Linked DNA regions of Mus musculus: regions 1 and 2 are each linked to region 3. A link is a contact called in public promoter capture Hi-C data. All regions are on one chromosome and are shown on one strand. Each heading gives the region's core, a stretch centred on a gene start, on an enhancer-like site or on the middle of the called end of the contact. The rest is flanking DNA. Distances are from core to core; before and after follow the strand shown. Region 1 holds the start of Nxt2 (nuclear transport factor 2-like export factor 2). Region 2 holds the start of Acsl4 (acyl-CoA synthetase long-chain family member 4). Region 3 holds the start of Ammecr1 (Alport syndrome, mental retardation, midface hypoplasia and elliptocytosis chromosomal region gene 1).

Evidence for each region. Promoter capture Hi-C pulls out the DNA fragments that hold promoters and counts their contacts.
Region 1: a contact with region 3 is called in a promoter capture Hi-C map of pre-B cells. The contact joins the promoter of Nxt2 here to the promoter of Ammecr1 in region 3. A contact is called at or near these places in 7 of 39 promoter capture datasets (the C10 cell line, the HPC-7 cell line, hippocampal neurons and 3 more) and 1 of 484 Hi-C or Micro-C datasets (embryonic stem cells).
Region 2: a contact with region 3 is called in a promoter capture Hi-C map of pre-B cells. The contact joins the promoter of Acsl4 here to the promoter of Ammecr1 in region 3. A contact is called at or near these places in 5 of 39 promoter capture datasets (the HPC-7 cell line, erythroid cells, hippocampal neurons and 2 more), 4 of 115 datasets of contacts at active chromatin or transcription factors (astrocytes, embryonic forebrain, embryonic stem cells and 1 more) and 1 of 9 other capture datasets (liver).

Annotation. Positions count from the first base shown.
Region 1 is chrX:142,226,208-142,230,654 of GRCm38.p6, reverse strand. Nxt2 (nuclear transport factor 2-like export factor 2) reads right to left here and starts at 2,478. Exons shown (of 4, transcript NM_172782.4): 1 at 2,274-2,478; 2 at 1,045-1,131. The coding sequence starts at 2,288.
Region 2 is chrX:142,388,300-142,393,063 of GRCm38.p6, reverse strand. It overlaps Acsl4 (acyl-CoA synthetase long-chain family member 4), which reads left to right and starts at 2,529. Exons shown (of 16, transcript NM_207625.2): 1 at 2,529-2,759.
Region 3 is chrX:142,963,702-142,967,998 of GRCm38.p6, reverse strand. Ammecr1 (Alport syndrome, mental retardation, midface hypoplasia and elliptocytosis chromosomal region gene 1) reads left to right here and starts at 1,273. Exons shown (of 6, transcript NM_019496.4): 1 at 1,273-1,791. The coding sequence starts at 1,286.

The DNA.
Region 1 (4,447 bases), core at 1,229-3,728, 740 kb after region 3:
CTCATTCCATCACATACTGGAATAATTAATTCCTTTAAAATAGAGTTGAGATGGGGTTGCAAGATGGCTCAGTGGTTAAGAGCACTGACTGTTCTACCAGTGGACCTGAGTTCAATTCCCAGCACTTACATGTCAGTTCACAACTATCTAACTCCAGTTCATACATGCAGGCAAAATACAAATGCACATAAAATACTATAAAAATAGAGTTGAGGAATAAATTACAATGAAGATTTAAAAAAAAAGTGAGACCTTGATCTATTGAAAACTAAAAGCATGTCTATTCCTGGAATTCTTATTGTGAGCACCAGCTACAACTGAGAATCTTAAGCAGACCAACAGATGTCCCTGCAATGACACACCATTCCACACCATCATAATTTCTTTAACTATGTTAATTCGAGGGACTAAGAAAAAATCAACTATTTATATACAGGTGTGCTGGACCCAGTTATATGAAGTGTTTAATTTCCGAACTGGGGATATAGGACAGTGGTAAAGTACTTGCATAATCTGTTAAGGCCCCGAGTTCAATTTTCAGCACCGCAATTTTTTCTATTTAAAAATAAAACGAGGTAAAGAAAACTTGGGACTTTGCCTATGAACATGGAACTAGGTAAAGTCAAACTTATGATTCCAGAGCTGATATCCCCACCAATACCTTACCATGCCCTCTATAAGCAACTCGTTTTCTTTTTATATTTTTATTTAAACGTTTTTAAATTTAAATATATTTTGATCATATTCTTTCTCTCCCCCAAGTCCCACCAGATCTTTTCCCCAGCCTTCCAACATGTTTGGGTTTCAAAAAACCCAAACAAAAACTTAATACAACAAAACACTTCCCAAACCAAACCAATAAAACAAAATAAAACAACACCAAAACTGAAAAAAGAACAACAACATAAAAACAATCCACCAAACTGTACTCAAATGAAAGCAACTCTTCAAGAACTTGTGCACCATAATTACATATGCAGGTCAGATAAATGGTATTTTAAAAATAAAATTTAAACAAAGAACAATAGAGACTATAAAACTCACATGTCGTCTTTTGTCCATTGTCTCATAGTAAATATTGACAAATTCCTCGGCAGCTCTACATGCCTGATCCACATAAGTTTTAAAATTCTACGAGAAAATATTCACAAATGTAGATTATAATTCCACCAATCCCCCCTCAAGCACAAAATACACAAAAGAAGTTGTCAATTTATGCTCATCATTCTAAAGCTGCATTTGAATTCCACTCCTATGACATAAATTTGAGTATTAAGATTAAGGCACAAATTTCTGCTTGAAAATCTGCTGCTAGTTTTAGGTGTATGTCTTTAAAACACATTCATCTCCCATCTTTTCATTCGTCACATATGAATCTTGGTTCTTTGCTTGGCATGTATCTGTAACTCGGAGATGTGCAGAGGCAGGGACCCTAGGTGTGAAGTGTGGGCAATTATTGAGTAGGCTAGCAAAGCGCTTCATTTCAAGCGCTTATGACCAAGCTCAAAAGCTACTGCGATTAAAAAACAAACAAACAAACAAAAAAACCAAAAAAAAAAAAAACCTGTCAAAATAGAAGTGAACGTCTAAGCAGCCTCACGGAGACATTTTTCTTACGTTATATAACCACTCACTCGTGTCTGGAAGTGAATTGCAGAACCTAAGAAATGAAACCCCTCAGATCCATTCTCACCAGAGTATCCCTGATGAAGTAACCCTTTTGTGGAGGCAGTTCTAGTCTTTGAAATAAATAAAAACAATCGCCACCCTTTTTCAGGGATCCGGAGCTTTTGCTTGCTCTATCTATCTATCTATCTATCTATCTATCTATCTATCTATCTATCTATCTATCTATCTATCTATCTATCATCTATCTATCTATCTTTAAGCGCCAACGGAAAGAGGGCCACCTAAAGCCACCGGCCACAGAGCTGCATCCTCACACAGGCTGCTGGACTCCCACCAGCCGCTCCATCTCCGGAGCAGGGGGCGGGCGGAGGGCGCGAGCTCCGCCCCAGGGGCTGGCGGGCTGGAGCCTGATTCGCCACTCGCTCATGCTCGCGCCTCCTCCCTTCTCCCTCCCCTCCCCTCCCCCCTCCCCTCCCCTCCCCTCCCTTCCCCTCTCCCTCCCCTCCCCTCGGCTGCCCTCCCCTCCGCTGCCCTCCCCTCGGCTGCCCTCCCCTCCGCTGCCCTCCCCTCCCCTCCGCTGCCCGAGCCCTAGCTTGCTTGCTCCTCGGCCAAGCCGCGGGCGCCAGGAGGTGTCACGCACTCACCACTGCCAAGGCCATCAGGGGGCTGGAAATGGTCTGCTCCAGAGCTGGCCCCGGAGATGTCCGCACTTCCGCGCTCGTCTGGGTCCTTTGGCTGTGGAAGGATGAGATGTTTAGCAACAAAACGAACCTCGCCAATGGCACAGATTTCTCAACCCGCCCATTGTCCCCCGGAAGTAGCTCAGTCCGGTGTTAAAATCACCCCGATGTTCCAACTTTAAGCAGCGTTTCCCTTCAGTTCCGAGTGATCCCGCCCATCCGTTTTAAATTACTTGCAAACTGTTTATTTACCATAAGAGAAACAGATAAACGAAAAAACTAACCAACCTACACCATCCCCCCAAAACCCCAACAAAACAGAAGGGGAGGACCTTGCTTTTGTAAGCTTAATATGGAAAACAAATACATCTCAAGTTCCCAGCTACCTGTCCTGGCACAAGTTAATATTAAATATTCAATTTTGGGTGGGAACCTCTTCACACGAGGAGGCGGGGCCAAAATTTGAAGGCCAACGAGAAACGGGGGGGGGGGGAATCTATGTCCGTAGCCAATAGGAAAAGGGGGCAGAACTTATGGAAAGTAACACCAACCGCCAACTGCACGAGGGCTGAAAAATTTTAAAGTACAGGGGGTGCTGAAAACTGTTTAAAGTACGGCCAGTGGGGTTTAAAAACTGTTTAAAGTTCTAAAATGTTCTCCATTTTGAGCCTTGGCCACTAAGCTTCGCTGGGCTGCCTACAATTTCTCACGGTTTAATATACAAGCATTTCACGGATTCTCGCCACTCTGGGGGGATTATATAACAAGGACTACCCCCCTAAACCCTACGGTGTGTGTTTCCACAGCGTATTCAAGAACAGCAGGACAAGAAACAGTTTAGTAGTGATCACAAGCACGTTTCTAAACATTTTTACTCATACTCAATTATTTATGACAACTATAAGTTAAATATTATTTTCTTATCAGTCTATTTAAAAAAGTGATTAACCAGCGACTACCTAGGATTTAAGTACAAGTAATGTTTCACTACTCCACTGCCATTTTTTGTTTGTTTTTGTTTTTTGGTTTTTGTTTTGTTTTGTTTTGTTTTTTGTTTTTGTTTTTTTTCGAGACAGTGTTTCTCTGTATAGCCCTGGCTGTCCTGGAACTCACTCTGTAGACCAGGCTGGCCTCGAAGTCAGAAATCTGCCTGCCTCTGCCTCCTGAGTGCTGGGATTAAAGGCGTGCGCCACGACTGCCCGGCTCCCACGACCGCCCGGTTCCCACTGCCATTTTTTTTTTATTACGTATTTTCCTCAATTACATTTCCAATGCTATCCCAAAAGTCCCCCACTTCCCTACCCACCCATTCCCATTTTTAAATATCACTGCCATTTTTTAAAAAAACCAATGATTTCAAAGCGGCTACCGCCGGACTTCTAATTTTTGAATCAAAATATTTCTATAAACTTACTATTTGTAGTTGATTTGTGGCTCCACCCAGGAACTGCCCGAGTTTCCAAAATGTTGGTCCCCATTGGACCAGTTACTTCGAAATTTTTTCATATCTTTATCCTCCGTCAGCTCTCACTATCCCACTAACGGTTACCGCTCACTTCTCCAAAGCTGAGCAACTGAACGTCACTGCGCGTGCGCCTTAGTTACTTCACTTTTTTTTTTTTTTTTTTTTTTTTTTTTTTGTCGGCGATGATGCTCACTTCCTGTATTCTTTTTTTTTTTTTTTTCGGGACAGGGTTTCTCTGTATAGCCCTGGCTGACCTGGAACCCACTCTGTAGACCAGGCTGGCCTAGAAGTCAGAAATCCGCCTGCCTCTGCCTCCCGAGTGCTGGGATTAAAGGCATGTGCCACCAAGCCCGGCTTACTTCCTGTATTCTTATAATTCTTATAACTTCCGGCGCGGCTGCTCCCACAAGATGCCCCACTGTTCTTTATATGCTAATGAATCACAAGTCTGTATCTTCAGTTCTAGCTTTTTTATGGAGATGAATTATACATACTGAATTTGACTAATAGTGAAAATGAGAATGGTCTGCATGTTTCTCGGGTTTCTCAGAAACTCAAGTCCAAAATTTAAACTAATTTTATTCCAGTTTATTTCAATTCCATAATTTTCTCAATCAGTTATGTGTGGATCTTTGGATTTTTTTATTAATGTTTGGTTCTCCTCTTATTCTTT
Region 2 (4,764 bases), core at 1,280-3,779, 580 kb after region 3:
CTCAGACAGCTGCCCCGGGAGGGAGGAATGTTTGCTCTGGGGTCATAAGTCTTTCGCTCTGGGGTCATAAGTCTTAGATGGCTTCTCTTGCTTCCCTTTTGTCCCTCCCTCCCTCCCTCCAGTCTTTCCTTTCATTGTCAATATATATAGTGTGATCTTGAGATAGGCTTTCCTTTTGTAGCTCAGGCTGGCCTCAAACTTAGATCTGTCTTAGTGTACAGAGCTGGGATCACAGACCTGTGCCACTTCTCCCTGCTCTTAGTTTTGTTCTTCTTTGACACAGTGTCTCCCCTCCCCCCTCCTCTCTTTGATTTTTCAAGACAGGGTTTCTCTGTGTAGCCTTGGCTGTCCTGGAACTCACTCTGTAGAGCAGGCTGGCCTTGAACTCATGGATCTACACCTGCTTCTGCCCCCCAAGTACCAGGATTACAGAAGTGTGCCACCATGCCTGGCTATTTTACCTCTTGTTGGAGTAATGTTTTTTCTTTATCCTGGGTGTGGTTAAATATGAAGGAAAAGATCTGGTAGGTGATAAAGCTGACCAGGACATTGTGGGCACTAATTAATAGTTTAAGTGATAAAGATTTTGAAAATACAAGTAACTTCTTGGTCCGATATATATGTGTGCGATACACACACACACACACACACACACACACACACACACACATACACACACACACACTCACACTCAAAACCTGATAGCTTTTCTCCTCTATTTAGTCCTTGTAAATTTTGAGGGACTTCTGTAAGCTGAGGACTACTGAGTTCAGAAGAGTTAATTAAAAATGTCTGGGCTACGTGACTGATGATGAAGGAAACTAGAAAAGGTATTTATATTACAAGTTCTTTTTCTGCTTGGGCTAACAGGTTGATTTATATCGAACACTGGGTCTGTGTGGTACTTTTGTTTTAATTCCATTACGAAACTCTAGGTTTGTTGGAGGAATAGATGGTTTGTTCCTTCAATTTTTTTTTTTTTTGGTATTAACTCTGGGATAAATGACAGGTTTCTGTACACTGTAGGTACCTAGTGGACTATATAGCCAACTAATAATTATCTGTTTCTGGCATTACAACAAGGTCTCATAAAAATAAAGATGACAATTAAGTTTGTTGTTTGAAGTCCTGAACTTTCTAGGTCAATCTTGTGAAAGGAAAAGCACATGAGTGCCTTATACCCAAGTTGGTGGCTCTATTGGAAATGAAATGAGTGCTACAGCTGTAGAACAACATTCAAACAAGCTGGACATTTCTGCTCTCAGCCAGGCACACTAATACTGTCATTCGGGGTGCTTCTTCTTCTTCTTCTTCTTCTTTTTTTTTTTTTTTTTTTTTTTGGCTTTTCGAGACAGGGTTTCTCTGTGTAGCCCTGGCTGTCCTGGACCTCACTTTTGTAGACCAGGCTGGCCTCGAACTCAGAAATCCGCCTGCCTCTGCCTCCGGAGTGCTGGGATTAAAGGCGTGCGCTACCACGCCCGGCAGGGGTGCTTCTTAAAAATCCAAAATTAAAAAATTTCACCAAATCAAAACCCACATCAAAACATCTGAGGATTATTTCTCCAGGTATTCCCATTGGAACAAACATCCCAGATGATTATGACACACAAAGCCTAAAGCACTACTGAAGCCAGCAATGTGAGGCAAGCTATTGTACGTGTGTGTAGCAGACACAGTCATTCTGTAAGAGAAATGAAAAGTAGCTAGTAAAACAGCCGTAACAGGAAGCAAAAAAGCAGCCGGTCATGGAACTGGAAGAATAGAATTTCTTCTGGCAACTTATTCTTGGTAGTTTGTTGTGGCTTATTATTCGCAATTACAGTTTTGTCTTGAAGTCCTGAGATACCTTTTGGAATTTATTACGAACAATAATTTCTCAATTCTTGGGGGGATTAAAATGGCCTTTATCAAGAAGTCTCAGAAGCAATAGAATCTCACGGTACTGCACTGACTTTTTATCAGTTGTGGGCTCTTTTGCTGAGTGACGCGCAAAACCCTGCCTTCAGGAAATATTTCATAAGCCCGAGTGAGCAGGGAATCTTAATACAGCTCAAGGCAACAGATAAAAGGATAGAAGGCTTTGGCTTTCAGGAGCTAGGTTAAGATCTCTCTCCCATAGGAAGCACGAGGCAGTCCAAAGATAGGTATCTAACTAAGGGCAGCTGGAAGATGACCCCGGGGGAACTTTCATCCTGGGTGGAGTCCCGGGTAGCCCGCTAGGGCGTGGGCCAGTTCTGCGGCTCTAGACTACTGGGCGCTAAGCCCTCGTGGGCTATTTTGCCCAGCACTGCGGGAGCGGCATGGTGGCTGCGGGCTCAAGGGAGGCTTTAGGCGACCTGCGACCCTTCGGAAGCAGCCCTCCTCCTTTGCAGCAGCTGCAAGCCCGATCGGGCTCCGCCTTTTTGGCGGTGACGTCCTTAGTGAGCGGAGGCGGGCGTGTGGGTGGGCCGAGCCAGAGGCCGCCTGCGATTCGGCGGGCTCAGCCACACCACCGAGCTCCCCCGCTCCGCCCGCCCCTCCGGGCTCGTCTTTTCCGGGCTCGCGCCGGACCCCGCCTCCGCTGGCTGTCCGGGTTGCGCGCGCGCCGCTGCGGCTCTCTCCCTCTCTCTCTCTTTTTTTTTCCACTGGTCTCCGCGGCTCGCCCCTCCTTGCCAGGCAGCTCCAGAGCTAGCGGGCACGCGAGCTCCTCTCCAGGAGCTTCCTTCCTCTTAAGGCCGGGACCCAGTGGCAGACTCGTAGCGAGCGAGGCAGCACCTTCGGTGAGTGATCCTAGGCTGGGGAGGATGCGGCTGCTGCGCCCTTGCCCCGGAGAGTCCCCTATTCCTGACGTGCTCCCGGATCCTCACCTGAGCCGGCTGGAGGTCGGGGTTTGGGGGGTGGGGGTGGGCGCTCGGCTTTCCGGCTGCGGCCGCTGGCTCATGGAGAGAACCACCGTCACTATCTCCTCTGATGCTTTCTGGGATCCTCCAGAACCCCACCTGGCTCTTCCCTGTACCCCCGCTGTACCCTGAGAGCCTGAGAGAACTCTTCCTCCTGGGGGTACCGGGCTTTGCCAAGACTCAGTTGACTTGAGCACACCAAGTGCCTGCTAGACCTCCAAACGACCTTTAGGTCGCCCCTAGACCTCAGCTCCATTTTGTCCCCTCCCTTGACACTCTGTAACAGGGTCCGGGCGCTCGCGGGTGGTGGTGGCGGCGGCGGCGGTGGTGTCTTTGGTTCTAGAAACAGCTGCTTTCTTGAATTTGGGGAGGGTGCCTTCGCTTTCGATAGATACTCTCTCAGCATCCATACCTTTACGTATGTTAGCAAACAGCTGGATCATAGCTGCAGCTTGTACCCTGTGTTCTTCCCGTCTTTATCTCCACGATCAGTAGGTGCTGTATAGTTAATATTAGGTTTATTCACTTCCTCTTCCTCTCATTCGAGTACCGAAAAGATCTGTGGCTGGCTGATGTCTATAGACAGAAAAACCTAGGAGAATGTGATTCATTGCCTAACTGGTTACATATTTGAAATCAGACGTCATTTCTCCTTTTACTCTAGCATCTCCTTCGAAGACATTTTTCCATCCTTTTGAAATTAATTTGCTCATTCGTACTTTTCCTCTTAAAAAAATCGTCAATTCTCACTCAGTAGAAACGACGGTAGGGATGGGAATAAGGGGAAATGAACCTTGTTGAAGAAGTAAGCAGTTTGCTTTACTGGTTCATGGTTTTAATCAACCACTAAGTTTCCTCTTCTGTGGAAATATGCTCAGCTGTCATGCAGTTGGATTCAAGCATAACCGAGGTTCCTTCTCATATTTTGTCTCTTGAACCTGTAAATTCATGCTTAGTGACATGTTTTTACAGATAGTTAACCCAAGAAAGCCATTTCCTGCACTTGTAACTTTAGTTTTTTGTTTTTTTTTCTTTTTGTACTTGCAGTAAGCAAGGCTTCCAAATATTCTTAATGTATAAACCACCAAGTGGAGATCAATTACAGTGCTGCTACTGAGCAGGTCAAGCAAAATTTGAAATGTGAGGCCTCTTTCCTTAAATTGCAAACATAGCTCATCTTTTCAGCGGAGTGTGCAAAAGTGTGAAACATGGTAGACTCCTGTTCAAATTTATGATCTCTGCCATTTCCATGGAGCAACCAGTATTATATTGTCAATATATGTGCAAATTGGGATAAAGGGCCTTGGCATCAATCAGATATAAAGAGTTTTACTGTGTTGGGTAGAGATGTGATGGGTGGAGGAAGAACAAAATCTTGTTCTGAATCCAGACTTCTGGAGATGCTCCAACTCCAGCCTCTCAGCTATACTAGCTATATACACCTTGAACAGGGCACTTTTCTTAGTTTTCACATATATAAATTAAGTGACTGTATGGTTGGCAGGATGATCCATAAATCCCCTCCTTTTGGCTTCCGTTTTTTAAAAAACTAAGATTTTTTTTATGAAGACATATGTATTTTAGTGCACTTCACATTAAGGCTGGGGCTGAATCTTGTTATATCATATATAGAATATCATCTCAAAGATGATAGAATATCATCTCAAAGTTTTCATAGACTAGCTTTAATCAATAGAGTATTAATTAGTTCTTAGCTCGGGTAGTGGTCCAGGACTTTAATCCCAGCACTGGGGAGGCTTAGGTATAGGTGTAGGTCAAGGTGGTGTGAGGCAGAGGCTAAGGCCAAGGCCAAGGCCAAGGCCAAGGCGGCGGGGGACTGAGGCGGAGGCGGGGCCCAGGCAGAGGAGGTGGAGGCTAAGGCAGA
Region 3 (4,297 bases), core at 24-2,523:
CAGACTCCTGACTTTGGGGGGGGGGGTATTTTGACACCATGTAGACACAATGGAGATCAGTTATTTTCTACTTGGTTTATTTTTAAATGAATTTTTACAGCTGGCTATTGTCATTTTACAGCCCCTTCTTAAGTGCCCAAAACAGGACTGACTCAATCATACACCTCCCCATTCATTCAAAGAGTTTTGAGACAATTTCTTAAAACTGAGAATTAAGAATTGTCTCATTATACATCTGAACAAAATCTTCTAACTTGCAACTAAAGTGACACTACCTGACTTATATATTTATCTCCAAGGTCTGGACATTGCACTTATATTTCGAATCTCTTTGTTTTCGAATCTCTTTGTTTTCGAGTTCCAAACCCGAAAAGCCCATGGCTGTAAGTCTGAAAACACAAGGAACATCTTTGATTCTGTGGGGTGTTTGTGAGGCACGTATTTATATATGTATTCTTGCTTTTTAATGGTCTCTCTGGACTACGAGGAGAAGATGGAGGGATATACAAGATATACACATTGAATTGGACTTTAATATTTGTCAATTAGAAAGATTAAAGTTTTGCATTTTTTTAGCAAAATCTCAGAAAAACTGTGGTGTCTGGCTAGGTTAGCGTTAAAGACACTGTCGTGTGGCCATTTCCCGGATGGCTTTTACAGTGGCTGTCTCAGGTGTGGAGCTCCAAGGAGCACCTGCTTGCTCACACTCTTAACAGTTCAGAACCAGTGTATTTGAGGCCGGGTGGCTCAGGTTCCACCTAACTGGGCTCGAGTGTCACTAACACTACATGCAATGGGGTATCACCAAGGTGCGCTTTGGAACTTGGATGCTTATTTCAGACTTTCTCCTTTCTTTCCCCCTTTCACTAGTTTCTGTCCCCCTGCTTCTTCTTGGAGCTCGCCCATCTCCTCTTCTTCCTCCCACTCCTCCAAGTCTTGTTCTCTCTCTCTCTCTTTTTTCTTTTTTTTTTTTTTTTTTGCCTTTCCCTTCGCTTTTCCGCCTTCCATCCTCCGCCAGGAACCCGGCTCCCAGGAGGCGCGAGTCGGGCGGGACCCACCGTAGGCGCCAAGCCACCAAAGCTCGTGGCGCGCGCCGCAGGCGGGGGCGCGAGCACGCCCGAGAGCCTTGGCGGGGCTGGGCAGCCCGGGCCGCCGAGCCGCGTGTGCGCGCAGACCGCGAGCCCCCGGCGCGCCCCCGGCGGCCGGGGCCGCAGCGTGCTCGCCCCCGCCGCCAGCTCGCCTCACTTATGGGTCGGAAGCGCTGCGTGGGGGAGACTGTTCCAAGATGGCGGCGGGTTGCTGTGGGGTGAAGAAGCAGAAACTGTCCAGTTCGCCCCCCTCCGGCTCGGGTGGTGGTGGTGGCGCCTCCTCCTCCTCTCACTGCAGCGGGGAGAGCCAGTGCCGAGCCGGGGAGCTGGGACTAGGAGGCGCCGGGACGCGGCTCAACGGACTGGGCGGGCTGAGCGGCGGCGGCGGCAGCGGCGGCGGCGGTGGCTGTCCCCTCTCTCCCCCTCAGGGCTGCGGCGGCGGCGGCGGCGGCGGCGGCGGCGGCGGCAGCGGCAGCGGCGGCGGGGGCATCTCGCTGTCTCCACCTCTGAGCTGCGGAGTGGGAACCCTACTTTCTACTCCGGCCGCCGCCACCGCCTCCTCGCCGTCCTCCTCGTCCTCATCCCCCGGCTCCCGGAAGATGGTGGTGTCAGCGGAGATGTGCTGCTTCTGCTTCGATGTGCTCTACTGTCACCTGTACGGATACCAGCAGCCCCGGACCCCCCGCTTCACCAACGAGCCCTAGTGAGTACCGCGCTCCCCGTCGCCCTCTTCCCCCGGGCTCGGGATGGGGCTCAGAGTTGAGGCAAAGTGTAAGTCCTCCGCCTCCTGTTCGCGGGTGCCCCTCTGTCCCTCCTGCCTCTAGGGTCCCCAGAGTCGCCCGACCCGTGGGGGGCCCTCGGCGCTCCTCTGCTCCACGAGGAGAGCACCCTACCCTCGGAGCAGGGGGCTGCTTTGCCAGCCATGGCCCCCCTGGCTTCCAGACTGCTCCCGCTTCCTCTTTGCGCTAACTTCCAGGAGTTTTGCCCCTTCCCTTCGATCCTTTCTACCCCTCACCCTCCACCCCACCAGCGTCTGGGGCGATCTGGATCACTGTCGGTACCGACCTCTCCTCACTTTACTCGCCATTGCCCCACGTGAAAGCCCCGCCAGTATTCCCGCCCCGCGTACCTTGCACATGGAGAGCTACTATCCCATTGCAGGGTGAAAAATAGCAGTGATCTAACTTCTATTCTGCTAGTGATGGAACTTAGCTCTCGATCTCCAGGGAGGTTGCCCATCTTTTCCTCCGGGTTTCCCTGTTCCTCGGGGAGGGGAGAGGTTTCTTAAAACACCTTTTGCCTTACTACCTATTTTTATCTGAACGTACCCATTAAAATGCATTTCTAGTGAAGCTAGCGCACCACCTCACAGTTGAGAGTGAGACCTTTTTTTTTTTTCCCTCTTCCTTCTTCATTCCAGTGTCTTGGTATAGCACATTCAAAGAATGTTGTCCCCAAAGAGGCACTGTCAATATGTACCAAGCGTGCGTTCGCTTTTGTGTAGATTTCACATTTAAGCAACCTATGTTAAACTCAATGATTCGAGGAATAGTTAACCCAGTACATGTGTAGGCATTTTTACGATTTCCTTTGGCTTTTGTAACTTTACATTATTTTATCCTTCAAGTATATGGTTGAAATTGTTTAAAATAGCACTGTTACAGGCTAAAAGCCAGGTTACTTCTAATCTCTGTCCATTTGGATGTGTGGGAGATGGGGCATATGGTTTTTCTTTTAAAATGTGTAAACTGAGTGTAAACTGACTTTCTGAGTTAAATGCTAGACAGAATGTAAAGTACAAAGGAAGGCAGAATGGGAAAAGGGACGATTGTTTTTATTATGACTACTGGCATCCACAAGAAAAATACAGAAAAAAAAAATTAAGCACACTCATACTGAAAACCATCAACCCCATCCCTTCTGCCCAAGAGCTCCTTGTTTCCCACAGCGTAAAGACATGAATTGATGTTCATTTTAACTTGCTGCCTCTCATTTTGTGAGATTAGAAGAACGAACTACTACTGCTGGATAATTATAGTAGTCTGACGCTACTAAAATATTAAATTAATATGTAAAGTGGAAATTGCAATAAAGTGTCCTGGAAATTGTGCGTTTGTATTGTTTGTTTTCTTTGCTTTCATTCTTTAAAATGCCTTTAATTTTGTCGGACTCCGCTGTGCTCCGGACATTTCTTTAGGTTTCATGAGGAATGGACGAGAAGGTGCCCAGGTGGACACTGTGGAGTGAATGAGGGGCGTTTGGAAAGTTCCTAATGTGAATTCTAGGAGCTTAAATCCTAAATCTCCACCTTTAATTGGCCTATTTATTTTTCATTAAGAGGTAAAATTCATGTTAAAAGGAAATCTGTGAGATACTTAGGTCAAGTCACTTATTAGTGGCCTTCTCTTGGGTGGCTGGGGTGACTTTTAGGCTGGCTCTGGAAAGTCATGGGATTGTCAAAATGTACTCCTGTTCAGTTCTTGAGCTGTTACATAGTTCTGCAGAGGCTTTTTAGCATTCATGCCCCATTGCTCTAAAGCATATGAGAACACACTTTCAGGAGGTGCAATTTTCTCACTTTTTAGAGTGAGTGTGGGTTAACTGAATAACTATCACAGTATTTAAGAGGAAAATGAGCTTGACCAATTCATAAGGGGAATGTTTTAAAAACTTATTATTACTATTATTATTATTATTATTATTATTATTATTAGCAGTGGCCACGTTCCACATGGACTTAGGTGTTTCCCTTTTAATACCCGAGTTGCTGAATTTTTGCCTCTCAGGTCCTTAAGCAACTAAGACATGCATCTGACCACTGTGAATACATTGAGATGGTGGTGGAAGAATTGTGGCTATGAGGGGTTAGGAGGCTTTCAGTGTGTCCCATTTCTACAGACTAGCTAGTTTATAGAAGGCACTGAACCTCAGCAACCAGAGAATGAAGAATGTCTCTCCTTTCCATTTAAACTGATTTTTCAAGTGTACGATGTCAAATTCAAGAACATCTTCCTGATGGTGGGAGTGCAATAACTGGATATTTCACAGTGCCTTGGAAAAGCACCACACGTTTCTCCATTTTATGAGTTTGATATTGTGTGCTTATTCTTGTGGCACTGTATAGGCTTAAATTGTTTTTCTTTTTACTCCACTGACTTATGGGAATAATGTCATGGGCAATATGTTTAAAGTCTTTTTTTTTCCTTGTC